Linked DNA regions of Ovis aries: region 2 is linked to region 1. Evidence: chromatin contacts called from public Hi-C data. All regions are on one chromosome and are shown on one strand. The core of a region is the stretch at or near the end of the contact, and the rest is flanking DNA. Distances in the headings are between cores, read along the strand shown. Region 1 holds the start of SEMA3C (semaphorin 3C). Region 2 overlaps SEMA3C (semaphorin 3C).

Region 1 (6,989 bases), core at 1,472-3,971:
CCACACACATATTTCTAGACCAGACCTGTTTGACTGGCTTGGTCTCAGAACAACTAAGGTAACCAAAAGAGAATGCTGATGTGAACAAAGTCAATAACCGTTTGCAGCACAAACATTCTAAAGATATGGTTCAGGAGATTTAAAATGCTATCATCTAGAATTTGAGCAAATGAGGAAGTTAGGAGGCAGGAAAGTCAAAGAGGAGAAGAGAATTACAGAAGGGAGGAAACATACAATATAACTCACATTGAAAAAATTAGACAAGCCATTCAATTAGCTCAAGTTATTTCCCACCTATGAGGACAGGGTCAAAACTGCATCCAAGAAAAGTGTCACTGGCCATTAATTAATGTTTCTTATATAAGTCCTGTCAAGGTTTTTTAGGCTTCTAAGTAGTTTGGAAAAAGAGGGGCAGAGATAAATCTTATTATGGTCACCTATTGACCCTCTTAAAATTTCACTATATGGCCCAAGTTTCAGTCAAACATGAGAGGTAATTGTGTCCTTGTGCTTGAATCTGACTTGACTAATGCCTATCAATATTTTCATCACTCATTTTGAGGTGTGGTCAATGGTAAATGTCTGAGTCCTGTGCAAATACTATTAACGTCTCAGTACTGGGCAAATACTGTTCAGTTAAATACACTGAAAGAAGTTTATTCAGCAAGGAAAGAGAGTATCATAGCACAAGTTTCATAGACTGGTTAAATATAAGCTATTTTCATACCCTCTAAAGCCTTTTGAAGAATTGAGTTTTGGTAGTAAATTTGGCATGCATTTCACCTTGCATTTCTTTATCTTGGTTCCCTGTGTAAATATATTCTACTTTGCATGGGTTTACAGATTAATCAGTGTCTAATGGGGCTTCTCTGGTGGCTCAGCAGCAAAGAATCTGCCTGCAATGTAGGAGATCTAGGTTTGATCCCTGGAGGAGGGTGTGGCAACCCATTCCAGTATTCTTGTCTGGAGAATCCCATGGACAGAGGAGCCTGGTGAGCTGTAGTCCATAGGGTCACACAGAGTCAGACACAACTAAAGCGACTAAGCAACTGCAGCAGCAAGTGTCTAATGACTCCACATTTGGAAATTAAGGATTATACAGTTTGTTAATGCTCACTGCATTCTTCTTTCTAATGATTTATTCTTTTCCCTCCCTAATTTACAAATGCTGAAGGATATATACAAATACATCAGTAGGAAAGTAATAATGATCACTATAACTCGGATCTTAATCAGTTTCAGATGTATTTCAGAGAAAACCATGCATAGTGTTTACTCATGTTTACATCTGGTTTCTAATACTGTCAGATGTTTTGACAGTTAAATTCATTATTACAAACATGTCAAGGAGCTGCTCGCATTTTTATTTCACTAATTATCACAAAAATAATTTAACTATTAGATTTTTTTTAAGAACAGATCCACTTAATTTGAAATTTCTTTCATAAACATAGTTTGTGTCTGAAGATAATATTGGTCATGGAATATAATTTTTGAACACAAGTTTGCATTCTTATTTGGCATACTCCCTTCATATCTCACTGCACAGAAAAAGTTGGTGGCATAACACAAGAAGTGGTGCTTAGATACATGAAAGATGTGTCTTAATCACTTCTTCTCTTCCTTCTAGTGAGATTTAGCTCAGCTGTCCCACTCCATCAAAGATTTTGCACTCTCAGAAGTATTTTCTATGATAGTTTATAAGAATTTAGTGATCTAACTTATTTCATAAAGAAAATTATAAGAAACACGGTAGAGAAATTTCACTCCATGTTCTCTCTGTATAGTGACATCTACTGGGCTGTAGCTCACAGTGATTTTTAAGCAAGTACCTGCTCATTTTATGGAGATGGAAGCTCATTCCTCCCCAAGTACAAATATGTAGTTAATTGTGATCCAGAGAAATAATTTTCACTTAAACATCAACGTTAGTTCCAGAATTTAACAAGGTTACCTGAAGGTAGTGCTGGAAATATATACCCTTGATGTCTAGATTCGTAAACCTCTGTTGGTATAATTCAAAATAGGCTTCTTCTATACAACTGTGAAATAATTTCTTAATATTATGTTTTGGGAGTATCCCGGAAGGTAGGGTATTGTATATGAGTGACCGTGGAAAGGTCGACAAAGTTACTGCATTGGGGACATTAAGGAAGCACAATAGGAAACAATACCCATTAAAAGGATAAACTTCTGCGATGAGACTGTTTTATGTCGACCGGTTTTAGAAAACGTTCTACAGGAAAAGATCGAGACTCATGCCTTTAAAAAACCCATCTACTTGCCTTAAAAGGATGCTGTGATCCTTTTCTGGCAAAAACTGCTTTGCACTTTGATAGTTTAAGGCCAAGCTTAATCCTGAATGCCTTCCCAGAGCAGCCGGTAACAAACAAAAACCTTGGAACACACCCTGTAAGTTGCTCACTCCACCGCGGAGTGAGAAAGGAGCAGAGTTGTTTAGTTGGCCCCCTAGCCTGCTGCAGCGCATTCCTGTATCTCGAGGGCAGCTTGTCCTGGGGTCGGCCCCGCCCTGGCGGCTCCCTGCCACCCTCTCGCGGGCGCGCTCTGGGTGGGGCCTCGCGGCCGGTGGAGATGCGGCCGAGTGTGTTGGGCGGGTGATGTGAGCTGGCTGGGCGGCGCGCCGGGGCAGCCGGAGCCGTGCGCCGCGTAGCTGTAATCGGACACCCGAGCGCTCGCCCTTGCGCCGGCCACTTTCCATTCACTCCCGAGTGCTTGATTGAGCGACGCGGAGCAGGGCTCCGGGTGCCGCGCCGCGGCAACGCTGAGGATTCCTTTACAAAGGAACTCAGAAGGCAGGAAAGAAAGAATTTCATCGCTGGGACGTCCTAGAAATTACGGTCTTTTGGGGAAAGCGCTAGAAAAGAGGATCCAAACCTGTAGCGCATTGACGACTTTTCCGCGCTGATCTCTTTCCACCTCGGTAAGCTGGATTCGTTGTTTTCAGCATTACAAATTTAGCAAAATACAACTTTGGATCTGTGTATAGACTTTTCACACATCCGTGTTCTCAAATCTGGGCATTTTCTTAAGAGCGCATGCAGTTTGTCATGGAAGTGTTTCCCTAGCAGAGAGCCTGGCTGGAATTGTTTTTTTAGGTTATGACACCTGCGGAGAGTTTAAAGTTGAGTATCCCTGCCTTCTAAGGCAAAATTACTGGAGAGAATTTTATAAGAGGCCTTTCATTACATGTTATTAGTGTTCAGTCGTTACAAGTGAACACAGTAAGCATCGTGTCTTAAGTGTTTGAGTTAAAGGGGAGAAGTCATAAAATGTGAGGGGCGGGGGCATGTATAAGATACTTGACTTTCCCTCACTTCTCATCTCTGGATGGCTTGAAATCACGTTGCTCTTTATACTCACTCCACTTGACCTGTCATTTCATCTCCAATGTTATTTTTTGCAATTTGTGGCATATGTTGCTTTCATAGGGACATATCAGATAAGATATTGATAATAGCAGTATGTAAAAATGTGTATTTATTGTCCTGCTTAATACAGAGGCAAAGGTTAGGCATATTTATATATTTGGTGGGGAATTTAACTATAAAGTCAACAAAACCAGGGAGCAAATTACTAAGGGAAAATCACCCTATAAAATCGGTTTTCTTTCAAGTTAATTTAGGGATAACAAGGTGAAGAGGTTGTGGAAGCAGGAAGTGTTTCTTTTGAAAATTAGGAACACAAACATCTCTAGGGTTTTCTCCATCTGTGTGGTCAAAGAAGCATAGAATTTTTTTTTTCGACCTCTTACATGTACCACCTAAGAAATCAATAGAAGTTTTGTTTACAGTGGCATATTCAGTTTAGTTGTTCCTTTGATTCTGTATTACTGAAGCTTCTCTATTGCTCCTGTACTGTATTACTTGTCAAATTTTATTGGCATTTCTTTATTGAATAATTGTGGTAAGATTTTACTTTTAAAAGCCACATACTATTGAAAATCAGTATTGTTATAACCTGTAAAAATAAATTTCTAGATTAAACTCTGTCATGTCATCTCATTGTATAATTGTGTTGGACTCACAATGATTTTTCTTTTTGATGGTCCTGAGTTTATTTTGCATGTGGCTACTGGAGCCCCTATAGATTTGATATTACACATGTGATCTCTGGTGTTCAGACATTAGTTAATAGCATACATCAATTATATAGATATGGTTTTAAACAGTAATACCTGTCCCTCTGATTTATCCTTTGAAATTTTGACAGCCCACTTTCTAGGTGATTTATTTTAAAAAAGCATTGAGGGATACATGGTTCACTGGATTGCTCACCACTAGGTCATTGGTTTGTATTTGGCACAAATTCATGGTTACCTCATCTACATCATTTAACAGCTGTATGGTCATCTGTATAAACTGGCAGATAACTAATTCCAGTGATATAAGTGATGAGGAATTGAGCCCTGGTAGATTTTTGTGTAGAACTATCATTTCAGAGATGGTTACTCCAAAGAGCTAATGAGTGTGTGGAAGTGAAATTTTATGTGAGGTTTTTCTACTGCTACTGTATTTATGGTAGAAACAGAAGTTTCCATCTGTTAATCCCTATTGGCACCATTCTCAAATCTTTTCAATGTAATGTGTGTTTTGCTGTTGTTGTTTAAAGAGAATAACAAGTTTAAATATTGGTTTTTCCTTTGGGAATTGACAACATTTTCCTGGCTGCTTTGTTTAATATTCACATTATTTTGCTGGATGATGAAATAATTTCACTTTTAACAAAGACTTCTAGACACAAATGAATTCAAATCCAAATTTTCACATGTAAGACAGAAAGTCACAGCACCTCCTACTGTTTGCATAACTCTGAAAGTTCAGATATGTCTTTGTGAATAAGGTGCTGTCTAGATTGCAGGTTTTGTGTGTATGGGTGGGTGTGTGCTCCTAAAGTGTGAAGTAAAATATAACAAACTTATTATCTTTATTGTAAAGGTATTTTCCCTTGGATATTAACTTGCAAATCTGAAGAAATGGCATTCCAGGCAGTTTGCCTCTTGGTTGGAGTATTTGTTTGTTCTACCTATGTGAAAGGATCGTCTCAGCCCCAAGCAAGAGTTTACTTAACATTTGATGGTAAGAAAGTTGATAAACAATCTGAGAAAAATTTTGAAGTCTTTTTTTTTTCTTAATCCAGATACAAAAATTAGTAAAGAGAGTAAAATAATAATTGAGTATTGATTAGCATTAAAAAATGTCTACTGGATTGCTTTTTGGATGATGTGGCTGTTTTAAATTATTGATTACCAGACAAAGCCGTCTGTTTCATTTGTTTATGAAAATGTGTGAAATGGATTCTGCCCTTTTTTGAAGTTCCTTCTGTGTTTACATGTACATTCATGAGGAGATGGTGAGGACTCCAAAGCCTAAGATCTTTACGCTTAGTAGTCATTTACCTTTGATGAAGAATACCCCTTATACGGAACTTCTCATCCATAGAAAGAGCTGTGCAGGTTTAGTTATTGAAATTTTTTTCTAATGCCTTTTGAGCCTTAAATTCAAGACTAGGTCTCTCCATATGTTGTTCTAATGGTGTTCTTCTATTTCCATGAGGAGATCCTGAGGTTGGCAAACTCTCCTAAGTAATTAAAAAGGACCTAAAATAATATGCTTTGGATTGCTGTTATATGCAAATGCTCTCTTCTGAATCTTGGAAAATGAGTGTGATTTCAAATATTCACGAACATGAAAGGCATATTAAGGTCCTCTGAGGGAATGGTTTGCCAAATGTGTGTGTGAGCTTTAATGTATATAATATAAAAGACTTGGAGATGGATGATTTTGGTCATCATGTAACCCAAAATAATTGGACAGATGGAATAAGAGATGGATCAGGAAGATCATCTTGCCAGTCAGAGTCACTTATATTTTTATTGCTCCTTTCAGCTTATCTCTGCATAAACATTAGTGTCACTGGGCATATTTTCATTCATTTGAGAAACAGTATACTCTCAGGCCTTATATAGCTGTGAGCCTTTGAAACTCTGTTATTTTGAATTTCAAACAGCAGTATGACTGACAATTATGAGTCAAATGTCCATCTTTTTTCTTAGTTTCTTAAATCACCAGCACTTTCCCCAGGGTCATCACAAGCACTGAAGGAGCCTTATTTGGAACTTAGAGTGTGTGAGCTTCTGATTGTTTCCTTAGCTTCTGAATTAGCCATTCCCCTCAAGAACCCATGGCTATCAAGTTGGGAAGAAAAAAGACCTTTTGAAATGTCTTTTTTTTTTTTTTTAATTACTAACACAACTTGCTGGCTGCTTTCACCTCTTCTCCCAGGATGAAAACTGTGAATTGTTGTTGTTTACTCACTGAGTTGTTTCTGACTTTTCTGCAACCCCATGGACTATAGCCCATAGGCTCCTCTGTCTGTGACATTTCCCAGTCAAGAATGCTGAAGTGGGTTGCCATTTCCTTCTTCAGGGGATCTTCTAGACCCAGGGATTGAACCTCCATCTCCTGCATTGCAGGTGGATTCTTTACCACTGAGCCACCAGGGAAGCCCTAGAGCTATGAATTATCTAATCAAGTAAAAAAAATAAAGGCACTAAGGAGCAGTGCAATTCCCTCCCTGTTTTCTGTATTTCTCTCAGTATATAGGAAGATGACATGGCAACCCACTCCAGTATTCTTGCCTAGAGAATTCCGTGGACAGGGGAGACTGGTGGGCTGCTGTCCACAGGGTCGCACAGAGTCAGACACGACTGAAGCGACTTAGCATGCATGCATAGGAAGATGAAGTGATCGCATAGGTTAGGTATCTAAACCTGCTTTCTGTTACACTGAAACTAATTAAAAAATTTTAAACTGAAACTTAAGCTTGAATATTTAACTGTTAAAAACAAGTTTGTCACTAGAGATAGTTCATCAAGGCTGTTTTTGAAAAGACAGTTACATTTTATCTTTTAAAGAGGAAATTAAGTAATACAGTCTTTTGAAACCAGACTTCAGTATCTTATAGGATAA
Region 2 (6,989 bases), core at 2,916-5,415, 140 kb after region 1:
CCAGTAGTCATGTGCAGATGTGAGAGCTGGACCATAAAGAAGACTGAGCACCGGAGAATTGATGCTTTCTAATTGTCAGGCTGGAGAAGATTCTTGAGAGTTGCTTGTATAGCACAGAGATCAAACAAGCCAATTCTAAAGGAAATCAACCCTGATTGTTCATTGGAAGGACTGATGCTGAAGCTGAAGCTCCGATGTTTTAGCCATCTGATGCAGAGACAATTCATTGGAAAAGATCCTGATGCTGGAAAAGATTGAGGGCAAAAGGAGAAGGGGGTGCAGAGAATGAGATGGTTGGATGGCATTACCAACTCAGTGGACATGAGTTTCAACAAACTCAGTGAGATAGTAAAGGACAGGGAAGCCTTTTGTGCTGGAGTTCATGGGGTTGCAAAGAGTCAAATGTGACTTAGCAACTGAACAACATTATATAAACAATACCCTCTTGGAAAGCAGACATGACTGAATTTTGCTTTTGTCACTATCTGTGTGTGATCTTGGAAAAGCCATATTTTCCTCATCTTCGGAGTCGATCCATAAAGAGTATTGGGTTGTAGGACCTTTCTAGGCTAGAGCACTGTGATTCTTTTCAAGCGCTATGATTTCCCATTACCTCAGAGATTTCTTGCAATACATTAAGCTCAGTATAACAAAAATGAAATAGTTTTTCTTTAAAGAGAAAACTTCAGAATCAACTTTATTTTCTTCATCTTCTTGAACTATATCTAATTAGTTATTGTCAAGCTCTATCTATTTTCACTTTACAGATCTTCTCATATCTTTACCCTAACCAAGAGATCCTAGCATGTCGATTATTATTCCCTAATTCCTGGACTACTGAGTTGAAAACAAATTTATTTTCTTGAATTCAGTGTCTGTTTTTAAAACCACCATTCTCAGTCTTCTTAAAGAACAAGATAAGGTCCAATCTTCTTAAAACAATGTTTTGATCCTTTTATTCCATACTCAAAAAATGTTGAGCTTGCATTTTCTTTGGTATAATTTTGGAAAACAGCTTAATAATTAATCCATCATCCAATACAATCAACAATGTGATCATTTTTTCTTTGAATTTTAGTAGTAGCTTTTACTCACTTTATTTAAGTAAAAAGATAAATATACAAACAAAATGCTCCCTCTCAGTGAAGCTACACTGACCATTATATTTCTAATTGAACCCACTGCCCCCATTCCCTGCTTAAATTTTCTCCAAAGCACTGAATACCATTTAGCATACTCAATATTTTACGTGTTGATTCTTTTTATATTCTGTATTTCCATTCTCTATCTTTGGTTTATAAATTACCTACAGGTAAGAATTTTTGACTGTTTTGTTTACTCTGTCCCCAATGTTTTGTCAGTGTTGGGCACATAGTAGATGCTTGTTAAGTTTTTGTTAAGTAAATGAATGAGTAAATGAAGCATTTTTAACTAAATTATGAATTATTTTGTTAAATCTAGTATAATGCTTTCTATAACAAAGTGGTAATGTAAAATTTTATATTTAAAAAAGATCTTGATTATTTTGAAAGTATCATAATCCTTATACACATTGTTTCTCTGTGAACAGTTTTCTTCTTTTGGACAATGTTCAACCTATCTAGTTCAGGTTTACAATGATCCTTGATTTCCAAGTGTTGATTTTTTTTTTTTTTAGTATAATTGCTTCACAATGTTAGTTTCTGCTGTACAATAAGTGAATCATCTATAAGTAGACATATATCCCCTCCCTTTTGGGTCTCCCTCCCACTTCACCCCCATCCCACCCACTAGGTCATCACCGAGCATCAAGCTGAGCTTCTAGAGCAGGTTTCCCACTAGCTTTCTCTTTTACACGTGGTAATTTATATATGCCAATCCTAAGCTCCCAATTTGTCTCACCCTCCCCTTCCCCTGTGTCTGCATGTCCATTCTCCACATCTGCATCTATATTCTTACACTGGAATAGGCTTATCTGTACCATTTTTCTAAGCCAAGTGTTTTTATTGATATTGATTTGAGAACTTGTTGGATTAACTTTATGGGGAGTGTGATAGGATGAGAACTTGACGTGCTAAGGTTAGTTTATAACTTACAGATGCATTCTTCATATAGGCCAAGAAAACTTTAACATAGTAAACTTGGGAAGGCATAAACCACCAAGTAGAAGGCGTGTTATTCATCATGATGCTTTGTTTTACTAAAGAACAATTGGTTAAGTAAGATAAAGCAATTTATTTTTTTTACATTTTCAATTTTATCTATAATAAAGGACCAAGTTTTCATGATTGACTCCAAGTGTGAATCTGGAAAAGGACGCTGCTCTTTCAACCCCAATGTGAACACAGTGTCTGTTATGATCAGTAAGTGGAAAATAAAAGGGGAGGTTTAAAAAAGGAAATTAAAGAAAATAAATAAATTATACCATATGTCCATTTTGAATAGTTGTGTGGATGATAGTACAGGAGTAAAATAATAGAAAGCAAGTTGTGAGAAATTCTAATTTCTTATTTCTAAGAATATTCATGAGTAAATGATAGCCATGTGTTTTTCCATCTAATATGACTAATGTCATTCATAGAATAAGTCAACCATTTAAAAAGTGTATGTATGTATACATATGTTTATAAATTTCTTATGCATACATATATCAATATATATTAGGAAGTAAATTTCAGTGTAGTTGTTATTTTGTGTATTCTCTTTTTCTGATGTTTTAGTTATCTTTTACAAACAATTAAAACTGGTATTTCTTTCATGTGAAGAAATAGCAAAGTGCATATGTTAGCCAAGTACATTCCCTATGAAATGTCTAAAAGTTCCCATACAAAAAAACAGGTATTAGTAAAATAACTTTTTTATTTCCTCATATTTTGTAAATTATATCAGTTAAGAATCAGGCCCAATTTCTCCCTGCCACACACATAAATAAATCAATGTACTTGAGTCTCAGTCATCAGTGCCTATCTATAACTCACTTGAAAGACACTCTAGAATATGTCTTAAGACATATTATAATATGTAATTAAGACACTGCTGGAATACGTCTGACTTAACATTAGTTGACTATAAGACGAATCTTAAATTTCAGTATGCCAATTATATAGTAAAAACTTTGTCCTTTCTGTTTCTCTATGTTTTGCCAGTGGTAAAATCGCATCATTTAACAAAAGAACAGGTGGGAAAATAATTACTATGTTCAACAGACTTTGCTTTGATTCATTTTAAAAAGCAACTCATCTTTCTTTCTCAGATCTGGAAACTAAATTAAGATAAGTACTCCAGCATTGACTAAAATGTGAACTTGAAATTATCCAGTAAATTATTTCCGTATAGTCATTCAGATTGGTCAGGGAGGAAATGAAAGTGTATCATTAGGACAAAAAATTAGGAAGCTTTGAAACTACAGGATATATAATTAAGTCTGATGCAAAGTATTTTCAAATAAGTATCCAAATATTATTTAATAGAAGCAATGTCTCAGAAAGTATTTGCCTTTAGAAACTATGATTTGTATACTATTAGATAAATACAAAAATTTTTCACTTATTTCAAGTTAAATGCTATGAATTTCTAAACTTAGAAATTCAAAATTATTGTTAACACTGATACTAGAAATTTTATCTCATCAAGTATTATTTAGGACAAAAAAGAGTTAAAACAAAGCATTATAAATTTTTCTGTTAAACTATGATAAGTCATATAATAGTTTTGCCCTTAGCGAATTGGATTCATTTACAAAATGAAGATAATAATTCATCTTCATTTTTCAAAGACCTGAGACTTTGATTCCTAGGCTCATGTTCTTATACTATACTTTTTAACATTTTGGTTAACAAGATTCTTACTATCAAAGAAAATCATTAAACAATTTTCTTAACTTAGCTGAAACTAAAAAGAGCATGAAGTTTTATAACCTTGTATTTATCATTTTATTTATTCCATTGATTATCTCTGTAATATTATCTCCAATATTATGCATTTCTTTGTGTAGCCATCTCACTTTGCCATTTGATGTTTTATCATTTATGTTCAATTACAATGCACTATATAATTTGGTTAAAATATTAAAGTGCCAAGAAATGTTGAGAATTAGAAGAATTTCAAATTTCACAATATAGCATGGCATCTGGCCCAACGCACTAGTGTTCTTTTGCTATTTTTAGTAATTGTTGTAGCACATCGAAGTCAGATGACATCTCTTATTAAGGAAGCTATCCAAAACCTCTTGAGATATTTTTTAGTCAGTGGATGTACAACTGGAAATCAAAATATTTTTGGATTAAAGTTTAAAAGAAGCAAGTTTATCTTTGCATAAACCTTACAATTAAATTCTGAAAAAAAATTTCTACTCTTAAACAAAATTATTTCCAAAGTAAAACTATTTCTTACACAAAATAAAGAAGAAACTTTATTATTTTAACTTGCTGTTAAAGTTACTGAGAATTTATGACAGGAAATGAAGCCAGTTAACCATCTAACTCTTTTAAAATAATCTTATCATTTTTATTTCTTTATTTTTAATTTATTTTTAATTGGAGGGCTTCTGCCATGCTACACAGATCAGCCATCTAATTCTTTTGTAGTGTTTATTGTTTAGTCACTTAGTTATGTATATATTGGACTCTTTTGTGACCCCATTGATTTTAACCCTTGAGGCTCCTCTGTCAATGGGATTTCCTACACAAGAATACTGCTGTAGGTTGCCATTTCCTTTTTCCAAGAAATCTTCCCAACCCAGGGATCAAACCCAAATCTCCTGCATTGGCAGGTAGATTCTTTACCACTGAGCCACCAGGGAAGCCCTTTTAAGACAAAGCTAAAAAAGTGGTATGCAGTAGGATTAGAATCAGTCCTCTCCACAATAAACCATCCTCTGAGTGTCCTTTTTTTTTCTTCCTGTAAACAGATATGAGATTATAATTCTGAGCTGTGCTAATAAATCTATTGAATATAAAAAATGTATAACCTTCTCTTTGGGGGCATAATTGGGTATAACAAAGCTGTGAAATAATTAATTACAAAGTTATCTCAATTTAACAATCATTGTATCTACAGAATACTTGCATAGATGCTTCACAAACGTTCACAAAATTGTAAAGAAACTTAATTGCTCAAAATCCTTTCATACAACTCTTTTTTCGTTGTCTCCCTATAATCTGTTCCCATGGACTTCAGCTCTCTAGTAGGAAGCAGAAAAGGCAACACAATGCCTGACATACCCACTTGCTAACTGGTAGGGGTCCAGTTTGTGACCTGGTGAGCACATATTGAAAACATTCCATTCTTCATTCTATCCTAGTCCAACTGGGATTGCTTATTACTAAACAGTGAGCTTAGAATGCTCTAAAATGTTTCAGTTCTGTCAAAATGACCACAATCTGAAGTGGCGAGGGGAGTCATTCTAGAATATCAGATGCTTGGTAGGTCAGTGGGCCAGACCTGATAAACTTTATTATTTTTTCAACTCAACTATTGTTTTGTACAAAAAAGTCACACATACCAATTTGCTATTTACTCTCCTTACTAGACTAAAAATTAATGTAGATGTTAACAAAGAAGCAAAATGTCGAATGTTATGCACATACAGATTAGGATATCTTATTTTTGTCAATAAAAATGATAAATTAATTCAATCTTAAAATATCTTTTTTCTTGTCTTTAAATTTTATTTTAAATGAGTTAATATGTTAAGCTATAGATGGTTTATTAAAATTGTATTATATTATTAACATAATGTTAATATGTTATGTGCTACAATTGATAAAGTAGCACTTTGTTTACCCTATAGAAACCTTCTAGCATCAAAGAACAAAACATATACTTTTAATGATGAAATTGTGTTAATCATAGAGTTTTTAATAAACAGCAAGAATTATCTGATCATAATCCAGTTCCTATAGAAGAATGAGATTCAGGGTGCTAAATGATTTATCCCTAATTTTCAGTTTGTTAATTCCTGCCAGAATTGGAAATCAAGTTTTCTGATTCTTAGAATATGTTTTTACTTATTAAACAAGTAATAAGTAAGTCATTTCTTTTTTTTAATTTATATATTGTTTCTGCCATTACTGATACACAGTATATGAACATAGGTATTTAGTGTAGCTAAGTCAGGCAGAGGAATTTTATCTCTATATAGGAAATGTTGTTTTGGTAGTGATATATGAGACCAGATTAAACTTTATCCAAATTTTTTTATTTGGTGGACAATGGAAAGCAATTAGCAACTTAAACACTTAAATACTCTGTAATATATGTCATGATCTAATAAGCAGATTTTTAAAATACCCTTTAAAACATTTGATTTGCTTTTAATTTTGTTGATATTTGCTTTTTTATAGATGAAGAGCTTTTCTCTGGAATGTATATAGATTTCATGGGGACAGATGCAGCTATTTTTCGAAGTTTAACCAAGAGGAATGCAGTCAGAACTGATCAACACAATTCCAAATGGCTAAGTGGTAAAATAACAGTTTATCCATTTTTTGAGAGCCAGACTTTAAACTACTTTGTTTAATATCATAATGAAAATTCCATTAAAATTGTTAAAAAATTATGAGTGACAACAGTTTTGTACTCTGTGATTTTAAATATTTAGGCTAAATATATGAATGAAATGATCCAGGTTTCACATTGTAACTCTTTATTAACGATTATAGAATTATCATAGGATATATTAATAATAAAATGACAGAGATACTCATCATATGGGCCTATAGACAAGAATCTTCTCCAGTTGTTTAATTGTAGCATATTACAATGAAGTGTCATTTATTCATTTGGTCTGCTTTCATATTTTAATGCAAAATCTAAAATTTTTCCAAAATTTATGACAGATATAATGAGTAGGGCTTATTTAGAAGCTCTTCCTAATTGTTTTATGCTTAGATTCTAAAGCTATAAAAGTGGTATATATTTTTTTTTCACAAATTGACCAATAATTTATGGAAACCATAACTATGCTAATTTTATTATATTCAGTATTCAGATGTTTCTTATTTGGGGGG

What was found. Hi-C and Micro-C count contacts between places; a contact is called where the count stands out from the background.
Region 2: a Hi-C map of tail adipose tissue shows a contact between it and region 1, with 2.4 times the contacts expected there. The contact joins the enhancer-like site here to the promoter of SEMA3C in region 1.

Annotation. Positions count from the first base shown.
Region 1 is chr4:41,382,350-41,389,338 of ARS-UI_Ramb_v3.0, forward strand. It overlaps SEMA3C (semaphorin 3C), which reads left to right and starts at 2,722. Exons shown (of 18, transcript XM_004007807.5): 1 at 2,722-2,941; 2 at 4,956-5,096. The coding sequence starts at 4,994. The region is part of intron 1 of LOC132659678 (a long non-coding RNA gene); the gene reads right to left.
Region 2 is chr4:41,516,501-41,523,489 of ARS-UI_Ramb_v3.0, forward strand. SEMA3C (semaphorin 3C) reads left to right here. Exons shown (of 18, transcript XM_004007807.5): 6 at 2,252-2,342; 7 at 6,324-6,443. Among named protein-coding and RNA genes, the nearest start is that of SEMA3C, 130 kb to the left of the region's middle. Within about 2 kb of position 4,166, at least 3 of the 54 cell types and tissues checked have an H3K27ac peak or open chromatin away from gene starts, as enhancers often do. A contact at or near this core is called in tail adipose tissue, where this site is marked.